Regions from separate parts of the Sus scrofa genome. Here regions 1 and 2 are each linked to region 3. Evidence: chromatin contacts called from public targeted proximity ligation data. All regions are on one chromosome and are shown on one strand. The core of a region is the stretch at or near the end of the contact, and the rest is flanking DNA. Distances in the headings are between cores, read along the strand shown. Region 1 overlaps THADA (thyroid adenoma-associated protein). Region 2 overlaps THADA (thyroid adenoma-associated protein). Region 3 overlaps THADA (thyroid adenoma-associated protein).

Region 1 (4,823 bases), core at 1,907-4,406, 160 kb after region 3:
CCACAGAGTCCAGGCTGGCCGCTGCTGAAGTTCTCACCAGCACTGCACCATTTTTCCTCACCAACCCCCGGCCCATCCTCGGTAAGTGCGTGGAGAAGGGGCGGGGAGGCGGACGGTCCAACTCACCAAACGCGCTGCCAGCGTGAATAGATGCTCTAGGTTAGGAAAGGAGGCTAAAAGACGGTGGTGTGCCCTGTACTGTTACCTCTTTCACTTTTCATGGATATTCACACACTTAGTTCCTACTCAAATCACTTTTCACCACCAACCTCCTAACTGGCCTCTTTTCTTTCAGTCTTGTCCCCTAAGCGCTCCTTCCTCCTTGTGCTTCCAAAAAACTTCCGTGGTCTTTCTGAAATACAGGTCTGAACATTTCCCTCCACTGCTTAAAGCCTTCGAGTGGGTGCCTCTTGCCTTCAGGATAAATCTAAAGGCTCTTTAGCGTGGCTCATGAGGCCCTTCGTCTTCTGTGCCCTGCCCACCTCTCCCTCCTCATCAGCCACCACTCCCCATGCGTCATCAGTGGGGAACAGTTCTCTAAACAAACTGCTGCTTGACTGACTTTTGTTTGTCTTTCAAGACTCAGTCTAACCATCACCTCTTCCAGGAAGCCTGTTGCAGTGAGAAATGAATGGGTCAGTGTGAAGCATGGCCTTGAGGAGGAAGAAAGGCCAGGCTGAAAGGCATTTAGGAAGTAGAATCAACAGGACTTGGTGTTGAGGCTAATATAAAGGGAACATTCAAGGATGGCTTCCTGGCTCTGGCTTAAATTTAAGACTGGAAAGTCTGCTGGTTCCTTTCACTGAAATTAGTTCGAAGTTAAGGCATCTTTGGAAAATAAAGGTAGAGATATTTGGAAATCAAAGAGATATACAGGTCTAATCATATTCTCCACCTTCATGTCTCTTTCCTCACTGCCACCCAATGAGCATCACATCAGTGGTGTTCGAGAAAACCAAGCTTTAGGAAGTCTGAAGGAATTGAAAAAGCATAGGGATTATTGTTTTGTTTTAACTTAAAAACATTTTTTTTAATTATAGGGTTTTGTTTTAAACATAGGGTTAAATAAAAGGGAAACCCAAGACCCAAGCCCTGGCCTTGGCCTCTGCTGCCGTCTTACCCTTGTATTACCGGGCAGGGATTCTCTTCTATCCAGTACTGGAAGGCTCTTTTTACTCTCTTCCGTTTCCAGCCCAGGAGAATAAACCGTGGTCCCTGCATCTGGGGAGCTTTCAGTGTAGTTGTGGAGAAGGGATTTACATAAGAAAGGAAATAATTGCTTTTTTAGATGGTGAGATTCAAATTCTGAGTGTTATCAAGAGTTCAGACCAATCAAGCATCTCGTGTCCCTGGATCCCTCTGAAACAAAGTTGTCTTTGGTATCCTCTTCGATCTTTCTTCTAAGTGACTTTTAGGCATTTTTTTCACATCCAATGGAGGACTGGAAGGGGACCTGTTACAATTGTGATATAATCATTGGACCCATAGGAATAAGAGCAAAGGTTGATCAACTTCAGTGAAGTTGGGAGTTCCTCTCATGGCGCAGCGGAAACGAATCCGACTAGGAACCGTAAGGCTTCGGGTTTGATCCCTGGCCTCACTCAGTGGGTTAAGGATCTGGCATTGCCAGGAGCTGTGGTGTAGGTCACAGACACGACTCAGTTCCTGCATTGCTGTGGCTGTGGTGTAGGCTGGCCGCTCTAGCTCCAATTCGACCCCTAGCCTGGGAACCTCCATATGCCGCGGGTGTGACCCTAAAAAGCAAAAAAAAAAAAAAAAAAAAAACCACCAAACTTGGGTGAAGCTTCTTCGGGGAGGATAATATCAGTCTGCAGCACATTTTCTGGGTGACTTGGGCTGCTCCATCCCCGGCTCACATTGGGCAGACGTGTGTGGAGTAACGTGCAGTTCCTGAGTGAAACTGAGTCCTGAGCAGAAGCCATCGGTTCATCCTGAATTGCTGGAGCTGGTTAGAGCATTACAAGCAGTGAGGAGGAGGTCAGAGCTGGCGGATGGCCATCAAGAACCTGAAAAATAGGTGTGGGACTGAGAGACAGAGGGCAGAGAATTACATGGGGACAAGTCAAGGACAGACCAAAGTCATTTAAGGGGGAAGAAGAAAAGTTGAAATGGACTAAGGGGGACAAGTTGAGGATCATAGGGGTCTAAGAAAATATTAAGAAAGGAAACTTTGGGAGTTCCTGTCGTGGCACAGTGGTTAACAAATCCGACTAGGAACCATGAAGTTGTGGGTTCGACCCCTGGCCTTGTTCAGTGGGTTAAGGATCCAGCGTTGCCGTGAGCTGTGGTGTAGGTCGCAGACGCAGCTCGGATCCCGTGTTGCTGTGGCTCTGGTGTAGGCCGGTGGCTACAGCTCTGATTCGACCCCTAACCTGGAAACCTCCATATGCCGCGGGAGCAGCCTTAGAAAAGACAAAAAGAAAAAAGAAAGGAAACTTTGAAACCCTAGAGATCGAGTAGAATGAATAGATTCTGAAAGACGGAGTAAAAATTAAAGCCAAATTTATAACAGACAGGAGAGCACAAACCCCAGCAGGAGCCAGGCTGTTCTTAGTATGACTGGAGCGTTGGTGGCTGTTATCGGTTCTCTGTGGATGGATGAGGGAGCAGGGAGGCTCAGGAGGGTTCTCAGGATGGGCTCAGTTCCTCTTCAGAAGACGAGGGTTGATGCGTGATGGTCTTCCATGACGACCCACCCACCCGCCCCAGAGACAGCCCGTGTCCTTTCTTGAACCCTGCCCCCTCCCTCCCCTCACCCGGTCTGCCTCTGGGGTCCTTCCCGTGGTGGGTCCCAGCCCTGCCTGCTCCTTGCCTCGTGTTCTCGCCTTGATGTCCCCCTCATTTGCTCAGGGGCAGACTCTATTCCTCTTCCGCGGTCCCCAGCAGCACCAAACACAGGGACTCGGCAGGCTCCTGCCCCGGGTAACATCGGTCAGATCGTGGACCCCATGTAGACGTGGCCCAGGCCAGTGCCTTTATTGTGGTTCTTGGCTTTTTTTTTAGTTCCTGTCCCCCCAAAGCAAAATCTTGATTGAAACTTTGCTTTCAGAATTTATAAGCTCACACAGCCACTCAAATCAACACTGGGCTGGTTTCCCAGAGCACTCTTGATGCATAAAGTTTCATTCCTGAGAAGCATGAGTCATTGTGGACAGCTGGGCCTTAGTCAGCCAGGCCATACCTTCTAGGCAGCCTTGCCTAAGTCTGGTTGCCTCCAGAAGCCTTTCGACTCAAAAGGGTGTTTCCAAACCTTCCCCCTTGGGGCCCCTCTCTTCCAGCATGTGTCTAACTCTCAGGTCTCCCTTTCTTGCAATGCCCACCAAAAAAGGAGTAACTGTTGCTCATTAAATACTGGATTTGAAGCAGTGTTTATACCCGCTTGTAAATCACATCCTAGGTGATTCGGATTCTTTTGGGCCTTCTTAGGACTGCAGGATACACTTGCCCTCTGGAGATGTGTCCTCACCCTCCTGCAGAGTGAGGAGCAAGTCATCCGAGATGCAGCCACGGAAACCGTGATGACCGCCGTGTCCCAGGAAAACACCTGCCTGTCAACAGGTACCTCGTTTTCATCCTTTGATGCCTTGTTGCTCTTGGACAGAGATTGGCACACGTTTTCTGTAAAGGGCCAGGGAGTGAACATTTTAGGCTTCGTTGGCCACTTGGTCTGTTCCAACTCTGCCATTTTAATGGGAAAGCAGCCATAAACAGGAGGTAAACAAGCAGACCTGACAGTGTTCCCCTAAAACTTTATTTACAAAAGCAGGCGGCTATCCAGATTTGACCTGCTAGCCAATGTCCAACCCCTGTTCTAGATTTTCATAGAGAAAAATTGCTTTCAAATGTAAAACTCTCATAAGTTGTGCCATTTGTTAGTTACATTGCCATCCTTTTCAAATAAGGCCGAGTCTTGATTATCTGTGTGGCTACACAATGCAGGAGTCATAGATCCATCGTTTTGTTCCCCTGCGAGTTTCTACACGTGACAGAAACAGTTGAGTATAAGTCAAGTTTCTCCTTTGTGCCTTGGCCCCTCGTTCGTGGCAATGTTAACCCAGGAGGCGAGTGGAAAGAGGAGCAGCCCAGCGGGGGTGTCCTGAGCTCAGAGCCACTCAGCCCGTGATGTGAGCCGTTACAGCCCTGGGCCTCAGTTATGTGTATGTGGTGGCAAAGGGTGAAGGAGACAAAGGCACCTCCTGGCTGCAAGTGGAAAATGGGCTGCTGTAGGGAGCGGGGTCAGTGGAGCAGAAGCAAGGTCACACCTCTGGACAAGTGGCCATCTGGGAGGGTGACGTGCATTCCCTGCACTTGGGGCCAGGTGTCACCAAAGATCTCCGGGTCAGCCATCCCCCAGACAAGTCAGAGCACCATTTTTGTTTGATTGGTTGGTTTTTTTGGTTTTTTGCTTTTTAGGGCCACACCTATGGTATATGGAGGTTCCCAGGCTAGGGGTCTAATTAGACCTACAGCCACCAGCCTATGCAACAGCCACAGCAACACCAAATCAGAGCCTACACCACAGCTCACGGCAACACTGAATCCTCAACCCACTGACCGAGGCCAGGGGTTGAACCTGCAACCTCATGATTCCTAGTCGGATTCGTTTCTGCTGCACCACGATGGGAACTCCAAGAACACCATTTTGAGACAGGCAGTCACAGGCTGAGCTAAGAAGTCCACCCGAATGGACAGCAGAAGGGGCAGGGAAGAGCCAGACAGTGTCTGTAACTGACTCAGTGCCTCTTTTACCCATGGCTGGGGCCGTGGGCCTGCAAGGTCCTGGAATGTGTGAGCTTCCCTGT
Region 2 (4,383 bases), core at 715-3,214, 180 kb after region 3:
CTTTCTCTGATCCAACCTGCTCCAGCACTGGGTGGAGGGAGCATATTGGCTCCCATGACTGAGAGTTCTGGGGTCAGGGCTGGCTTCAGATGTGGCATGATGCAAGGGCTCAGACAGTGTCCCAAGGACCTGGTTTCTTGCCATGTTCTTCCTCTGTCCTTAGGTTGGTTCTGTTTTCAGATAAGCTCTCACTCCCCTGGAAGTTCTAAGATGCAGCAGCTGCTCTAGCCTTTGCATCTTGGTTTATTCGAGGCCTGTGTCACTCAAATCTCTTTTAAAGGCTTTTTTTAATGACTGTAGTTGGGTTCCAGGCCCATCCCGGAACTAATCTCTGAGGCAAGGATGATGATGATGCCCTGAGTGGCTTAGACCTGGGGTAGGTGCTCATGCTTGGGGCGGGGGGCAGGATAACCACACCCAAACCACATGGGCCAAAATTGTGGAAGGGCTGATTCTCCAGGAGAAGACTGGGGCACAGCCATCCAGAGAAGGCAAATGGAAGCTAAGCCCACAAAAACAGCAGATGTCCACGGAAACTGGGAGAGCCACGGCAGTGAATCTGGATATCATTTGCACCAGAAAACCAGTAAAAACTTTTGAACAAATAAGTAACATGATCAGAGCTATACATTAAGATTAATTCAGCTACAGTTTAATAGCTGCCATGTGCTTGGCACATGGTAGGGGATCAGTAACTATATATTGAAAGAGGGAGATAAATGGATGGATTAGGGGTGGGGAGAGAGAGAAATTAAAGGTAAGGGAGCATTTGTAGAAGACTCTGGTAATAGTTTGGGAGAGGAGCTAGCCAAGGAAGTAACCAAGCCCCATCAAGAAGACCAAGAGGTTCCATTGTCATGAACTCACCTAAGGAAAAATGAGCAAGGACAGAGTTGGTCAGCCATGCCGCTCACCATCAAAAGATCTGGTCAAAGAGAATAAGGATGGAGGAAATGTCCTAAGTGAGAGTTGAGAGAGAAGGTCCAGTAGTGGGAAGGTCAGAAGCCAGCTTCAAGGAGTTTAAAAGTAAGGAGGAGGCCACTCTGTAACAGTCATCAATCTTCTTATCCGGCCCCCTTCAAACTCAGCAAAAAAATGCTCCTTCATGTCCATGAATCCTTTGTGCAGCAGCTCATTCCATCCCCAGGACCTTCCTCCAGCCACGGCGCCCTTTTCTCCCATATGTCTGCAGGCTCTCCTCCTCCCTCTCCAGGCTCTCTCTCCTGTCCTAACACTGCGTTTCCCAGACCCTGCTCTGCTTTCAAGCTAATGTTTCAAAAGAATCATTAGAGACGTTTTCAAGTGGGGGAGGACAGAAGTTTGAGCTTATGCTGAATGTCTTTTGTAGAAAACAAGATTATCTGGAAGAATGAGTGGTTAAGGGAGTAAAGATATAGGGACAGGGAGAAGGTTGGGACAGTTTATACAGCGGTTCAGTTAGGAGGCACCACCCTGTAGGTCCAGAATATTTTCATCACCCTCCAAAAAAATCCCGTATCCATGAAGCAGCCACTCCCTAGTCTCCCCTCCCTTTCCAGTCCCTTGCAGCCACCAATCTGCTTTCAGAGTCTCTGAATTTTCATAGTAGGGACTTCAAAGAGATGGTTGAGTGGGAAGGCGAGGGGATCGTGTAGAGGTAGAAGGCGTTTGCTGATCGGCCTGAGTCAGAGATGAAGCAAAGAAGGAACAGCCTCTACTGGAAAGGGAGGAGTATGGCAGCTTCTGCCAGGACCAGAAAGCTAGGGAAAGGATGAAAAACATGGAGAGTGTGCTCACAGTAGAGCAGATTTGGATTAAGAGCACTTTTCCTAGTAGCTTTTAAGGAAACCCATTCCCCGAGCCTTGGGGCGCGTCTGAATAAAGCATGAGGATAGGGAGGAAATGAGAGGAGGTTTTATAGGCGATTCCTGAGAGAGCCCATAGCAGGGGGCTCTGTTCCCTCCCCTTGATTGTAAAATGTGTGACCTGAGACAAGGTGGCTCAGGACTGTGTGCTGGTCACCAGAGCTGAACACGGCTCCCTGACAGCCTTCCCACCTCCCCGGGGGTCCCCAGTTCTGCGTGCATTTCCCAAATCAGTGCTGCTGGGCATTGTGACAGATAGAGGGTCCTGGGATTCGGGTTTGGGGGCTTCTGTTTTTAGAGAACAGACAAATAGCTTTTAAGGGGAAGGAAACAGGACACCAGCGAGCTTCGTGTCTGTGTTCTCTTCCAAGAGTGCTGCTCCGTAATGTAATTGTATTCAGACATTTTTTTTGCATGACATCAGGGAATAGCCTCCCTTAAAAGCTTTCATGAAAAAGCACAACTATAAAACAGACTCAGGCAATGAAATGGAAACCAGACGAGTGGGTCTGTGTAATTCGGGTAAAGAGATTTCTCCTTATGGCTTTGTGATCCGATCTCTGCTCTCTGCATAAAAGTCTATTTCACAGGATCCACTTACATATGAGTCTTACCTTGCAGGTGCTTCTAGACATAAAATGTCTTGCTTTCTTAGCAAACGTGATGAGGTGTAGGAAAACAAGGGTTCCCTCCGCAGTGGCTGTTCAGACCACCCTCCTCTGCCTGCCCCCTTTCCAGCCCTCTGAGTCTAAACCTCTGTCCTTGGGTGAGCCAACCAGCAGCAGGGAGGGAGGGCTGGCCCCTCTTCGCCTCTTTCGAGCCCTATGTACCCCTCCATCTGTCCACCCCTCCCACCCCTGCTCAGGGCTAGTCTTTGGGACATGTGTCCGGGGGAGCAATACTCACTGAGGAGCCCTTTTCTTAACCCCACCCCCTTTAATTTAAAGACACAAGGGTATAAAATTGAATTTCCCACCATCCTCTATTCTTGGCACACCCTCTGGCTCCGTCCCCAAGGAGATCTTTTCTTTCTGTATTTTTTTTTTATTAAGGTGAAATTCACGTAACATGCAATTAACCATTTTAAAGTATACCACACGGTGGCATTTGGTAATTCATAATATTGTGCAACCATCACCACCCTGTAGGTCCAGAATATTTTCATCACCCTCCAAAAAAATCCCGTATCCATGAAGCAGTCACTCCCTATTCTCCCCTCCCTTCCTAGTCCCTTGCAGCCACCAATCTGCTTTCTGAGTCTCTGAATTTCTCTATGTTGGCTATTTCATAGAAATGGAATCATATAATGTATGACCCTTCCTGCCTGGCTCTTTTCACTAGGCAGAGTGTTTATAAGCGTCATCCATATTGTAGCATGTAGCAGTGCTTCATTTATTTTTATGCTCAAGTAATAATGTGTAGTATGGATGTACCATATTTTGTTTATCCTTCATCCAGTGATGGATACTTGGGTTGTTTCCGCCTTTTGGCTACTGTGAATAACGCTGCTGTGAACATTCATGCACAAGCGGTTGTTTGAGTACTTATTTTCAGTTCTTCTAGATGTATACCTAGGGCTAGAGTTGCTGGATTATATGGCAGTTCTGTGTTTAACTTTGAGAAACTGGCGGTCCTTTCTTGACGGAGTCTCCTAGGTCTGCTCTGACGAGGAATAACAGGGGTGGACCACCCCTTCCTCACCCTCTAAGACACATTGACCTCATCCTGCTAGATCTAGAGAGAAACTGAAGGAATAAGCCAGAGGAAGCAGGAGTCTTTCTGGAAATGAAGAAGTCACCAAAGAGGTACTGAAAAGGCTGGACTCAGGCAAGGCAAGAACTTAGTAAGATAGGGACTCAACAGCCTGGAGTGAAGGAAGATGGGAAGCTAATACCTGCATGGCTGGTATGGCCCATGCACTCGTGATGGGGCATGAAAAAGGAGGGCCAGGAACTTACTTATTCCCGTAACTATGGGGGCAGGGGAGCCAGGCAGAATGAACCCTTCTGCTAAGGAGTTAAGACACTCTGGCTTCAAGGAGCCACTGAAAAGCTTTTTTTTTTTGGCCTCAGCAGCGTGCGGTACTTGATGTGGGATCTCGGTTCTCAGACCAGGGATTGAACCTGAGCCATAGCAGCGAACGTGCTAAATCCCAAGCACTAGACCACCAGGGAACTCTCACTGGAGACCTTTAAAACAAAGGGTTAGAAAGATTGCCCGGACCACAGGGTAGAGGAGGGATGGCTTGGAGACAATGAAGACAAGACTGGAAGCAAGGAGGCAGGTTGGAAGGTTGCCCTTGTTCCAAAGGAGGACGTGTGAGGGTGAACCTCAGAGCGGGGGTGGACAGGTGCAGTTGTCAGGACAGGTGACTGTGGATACAGAGGTGAGGACCAGAGGCGGGATGCCAGGGACAAGAAAGGAACTCTGAGGACGAAATTTAGAGGAGACTCGCTTCCTTTCTGTCCCTTCAAGCCCACAGAAATCTCAAAACGAGTTCAGTGTATTTTGGCCTCACCATTTTGACCTGGAGGACATG
Region 3 (4,478 bases), core at 1,358-3,857:
ATAATTAAATGTTCTGAACAAAGACCCTATTAATGCACACCATCCAGATTGATGACTAACAGCTCTTCCTTCCAGGTCCATAAGGAAATCTGTAACACTTAATGCAAAATAAAGACCCTAGTCAGGTTTTAGGGGGAGGGTGAAGTCAGGGAGTGAATGTAGTTAGGACTGAGTTTGCCTTTAAGAAGTCATTTTTTCAGTGCTGTGTAAAATGGACCGTTCAGTGTTTACCGTGTTTACTCAAGGATGTGTGATTTACGGAGTGATCTAAGATTTAGTGACAGTGATAGGGTTTTTTTAAACTTTAGGAACATAGTTGAGAAAAAGTCTCTTTTTAATTCTTTTTTTTTGTGGGCAGTGTAGACTTATATAAAAATGTTTAGGACAGACTTAAACACAGTCATGTTACTCACTGGCCAAAACTTCAAGTAGATTTCCAGGATTTGAGAAATCTGGTTGAAACTCATTAGCTTGCATTCAGGGCCTTCTGACGTCCAACCTGCTCCCTCCTCCAGGAGCATTTTGGTCCAGCTTCTTCCTTCGTCCCCAGGCAGGCCTTGCTCGTCTCTCTCTCCATGGTTTCCTGCCAGCCCCTTCTCCTCCACATACTTCCTCCTCCTTCAACCTCCCCCGCCTCTGGGAAAGGGGACCCTTAGCTGTCCTTCAAGCCCTGGAGCCACCAAGACTAATTTAAGACTGCTCTTTCTCTACATTTCCAAATCTGTCCACCTCCTGGTGCCTTCCATCCATGGAGCTAGGTTTCCCTGAGCATCCCTCTGCTTTGGCCTCCAGAGCAAGCTTGTGCCACTTTGTTAGCTCTTACCATGCCAGTCCTTCAATCATGCTTTAACTTCTGTCATATGTTTTAAGCTTGATGTTAAGTCCTTGAGGCTTAGAATTGAACCTTAATGTGCGCTGCCGGTGTCCTCCAGAGCACTTAGCATACTGCTCAGGACACGACTGTCCATTGCTTGATTGATTGGTGTATGTCTAGGCCCAGGATTGAGAATTAGCAGTCTATAAACACCGCAAGCTCTTTTTAGAACTGCTGGGTACCTTTGTACCAGGTTCATATTTTGGCTTGTCAGCTTGGTAGTAGAGATGTCAGGCCTAGATCTGTCCAGAAAAATCTGTTTTCCAAATCTCTCTCTCTCTTTTTTTTTTTTTTTTTTTTTTTTTTGGTCTTTTTAAGGTGGTACCTGCGGCACATGGAGGTTCCCAGGCTAGGGGTCGAATCGGAGCTGTAGCTGCCAGCCTACGCCACAGCCCCAGCAACTAGGGATCTGAGCCACGTCTGTGACCTGCACCACGGCTCATGGCAATGTTGGATCCTTAACCCACTGAGCAAGGCCAGGGACCAAACCTGTATCCTCATGGATGCTAGTCAGATTCGTTTCCACTGAACCATGACAGGCACTCGGTGTTTTCCACATCTTTACATGAACAGAATGGTGTTTCAGTCACACTCTGGAGCATTGTCAGCCAGGGACTGCCAACTCTTCCTTATGCTGACTAGCTGACTCAGGTGGACTGTTCCTCAGATCTCATTTCAGCTTTCTGGGGTACTTTTGTTCTTAATTAAAGGAAAGCTTATTTCTAAGACCATTCTTGAACCAAAGGCAAGTGAATATTCATTAAATGTTGACTTTCTTGACTTTAATTCACTTCAGTGGGTGACAGCTCAGGTGGGATTATGCCTTGACAGTGATCTGACAAGGCCCTTGTTCCTGGTAGTTATTGACTTTTCCAGTGTGAACCTTTTTGGTAGAGTAGGAGGCCAACATCCTGGTGTCTGAACCATATAAGGAACTGGCTTTCTTTTAATTTTGTGTTTTGAGTTTGAGGAAGATGGAGACTGTGCCAAGTTGGGACGTTTGAGCCTTCAGTGCTTAACTCATTTGATCTGAAAATTACTGGTAAAAGTACTACTTCTGCCAAGTGTAAAACCAAGTCTTAGAATATCGAATGCCCTGATATGACTGATGCAGCCCGCTTTAAGGCTTCTGAAAACTTAAGCCAGACTCTAGGAAGAGATTTTAATAGGCCGATGTGAACCCAATGCCCACAGTTGTCAAGGCTTCACACTTGTATAGTGCTTTTTGACACTCCTAAAATGAATGTTTATTCATTCGACAAATATTTTTTGAGCACCAGCTTGGAGCCAGACATTGTTCCAGGTCCGTGGAATACAGGGATGAACCATCACCAAGTGTTTCACTTCTCTGTTATTTTGAATTTTAACTTCTAACCTGCTTCCTCTTACTAGAATGTCAGCTCCTTGGGAGTGGATCTTTATCTCATTCACTGCTCCATCTCCAGCACCTGGAGCAGTGCCTGACATATAGCAGAAGCCCAGTAAATATTTATCAACATATTAGTGAAGTTCTACAGTGAAGGAAGTAAGAGTTGCTGCTGTAATGGTACATGGTGGATACATGGAATATGGGCTTAGAGGAATCAAGGAAGACACCTTAGAGCAAAAAAGATAATGGCTGAGCAAAAGGATATGCAGTATTTACCTGAGAAAGAGGAGGTGATATAGGAGGGGGCTGTTCCTGTTCAGAAGTCAGGAGTGATATGAGCCATCACAACACATGATTGCTATGCAGAGTGCAAGGGCCACGTGGCCTGAGATGAGGTCAGCCAACCTGAGGACACAGGAGCAAGGAAGTTATTTCAAGCACAGGTATAAAGGGATTAGATTTGTTTTAGTTTGATCAGTTTGACCACTGTGTAGAGAACACAATAAAGCTGGATTGGAAGTAAAAGTTTGAAGACCAGGGATGAGTTTGTTTGAATGGCTTTGTTTGTTAGGATAATATAGGCTAATGGTACCCAAACATTTGGACTTCATGAACCAGAAAAAAAAAATTAAATTTTGTGGATCACCATAATGGAGTTACTAACCTTTTCGTTTTGTTAAGTAAGGATGTTAAATGCACCACCTGTCAGAATCATTTCGTAAAACAAAGGACATTTTAATATACATGCCCACAAATACATACAGACCGCAGTCACAGGAGAATGTCAAATAAATGTTAGATGGTGAAATGGAATACATTTAGCTTGGCTTTCTCATTTTCCTCGTGAACGGTATACTGTGGTGTTCTGCTATTTATAAAGGTGATCCAGCCTAGGGAAGAAATGTTGGTGGTCTGAATTAGAATAGTGACAATGAAAGTTGAAAGAAATGAATAGAATTGAGAAATAGGAGGTCGAATCAGCAGAAATTGATGATTTCAAAGTACTTTCACATTTGATCCTAGTGGTAACCTGGTAAGGGAGTTAGGTTAGGTATAATTATCCCCGTTTAATAGATAGGAGACTGAGACTCAGAAGTTAAGTGACTTAACCTGAGTCGCATATCTGAGTAATAGCAGGATTGAAACCACCATTAAAATGGTGTGAAACTCTAGGTATGTGGCTCCCCTAACTTACCCTTTCTGATTTTTTTTTTTTTTTTTTGTCAAATTTCAGGGAAGAATGGAAAAGGAATCATGGGCTCCCTATGAGTCATGTGTTTTAGGGCAAAACATATGATATTGTCCATTCTTAGAATAAAACAATATTTTAGTGATGACTCTGATTCATCCTAATTTTGCAACATCATCTATTACCAATCCATGAACTTGAGTAACCCTATTTAAATCAGGCCAGAGGAGACGAAGAGGCTTCTTTGGCTGTATTTTCATTTTTATCCTGTCCCTTTGTCCTTTCTATAAATAAGCCTTGGCCACCCTATTTATGGATCTCTGTGGAGAGAGTGAGGCTTTGTGTGTATGTAAGGATATTTATCTCCTACCACCTGATTTGTTGGTTTGTCCCCCTTTTTCTTTCTTAGTGTACTTACAGGTTGAAGTTACTTGGTACTACATAAATTTTAGAAAGCATGGAGTAGGTTTTATGATGGACTGCCCCTTGTTGAATGGCAAATAAAGAAGTAGAAGTAAATACAAAGAACAAAATTGGACTTAAAGGAGGAAAAAATGAAGCAATCACAATTTGAATTAGACAAAAGGAAAAAATGTATTAGAAAATATTTGTGGGCAGTTCCTTCTAAATGGCTTTATAAACAACATTTTTGGTGTGTAGTCATAAAATCCTCTGACCTATGAAACACCAATTTAATGGAATTAATTAAAACTAAGACGGAATGCCAAAATTTACATGTGAAAATGATCAGTGACTGTTCCTTCAATTAGTTATTTTTATTCAGCCTTTGTATCAGTCATTCTCTGGGCTGCTTGTTTTCTGACAAATTTGGAAAACTACTAGAGTGACTGTAAATTATTTCCGTACAGACTCAACAGCTAGCCAGTGTTACTGTAATCACAAATAATTGTGAGAAATATGGTTTTTCTTTTCCAAGGATGAAATATACCTTTGTTGAAGCATCTGCATCTATTTGTGTGTATGTTCAGTGTCTATCTTTACCACTAGAATGAGCGCATTAAAAAACAAATACTGTTTTCGTAGAT

Evidence for each region.
Region 1: a targeted proximity ligation map of skeletal muscle shows a contact between it and region 3. A contact is called at or near these places in 1 of 47 Hi-C or Micro-C datasets (liver) and 1 of 2 datasets of targeted methods (skeletal muscle).
Region 2: a targeted proximity ligation map of skeletal muscle shows a contact between it and region 3. A contact is called at or near these places in 1 of 47 Hi-C or Micro-C datasets (retroperitoneal adipose tissue) and 2 of 2 datasets of targeted methods (alveolar macrophages and skeletal muscle).

What each region holds. Positions count from the first base shown.
Region 1 is chr3:97,148,140-97,152,962 of Sscrofa11.1, forward strand. THADA (thyroid adenoma-associated protein) reads left to right here. Exons shown (of 40, transcript XM_021088406.1): 37 at 1-81; 38 at 3,448-3,579. Among named protein-coding and RNA genes, the nearest start is that of ZFP36L2, 50 kb to the right of the region's middle.
Region 2 is chr3:97,176,992-97,181,374 of Sscrofa11.1, forward strand. The region is part of intron 38 of THADA (thyroid adenoma-associated protein); the gene reads left to right. Among named protein-coding and RNA genes, the nearest start is that of ZFP36L2, 21 kb to the right of the region's middle.
Region 3 is chr3:96,993,389-96,997,866 of Sscrofa11.1, forward strand. The region is part of intron 28 of THADA (thyroid adenoma-associated protein); the gene reads left to right. Among named protein-coding and RNA genes, the nearest start is that of THADA, 120 kb to the left of the region's middle.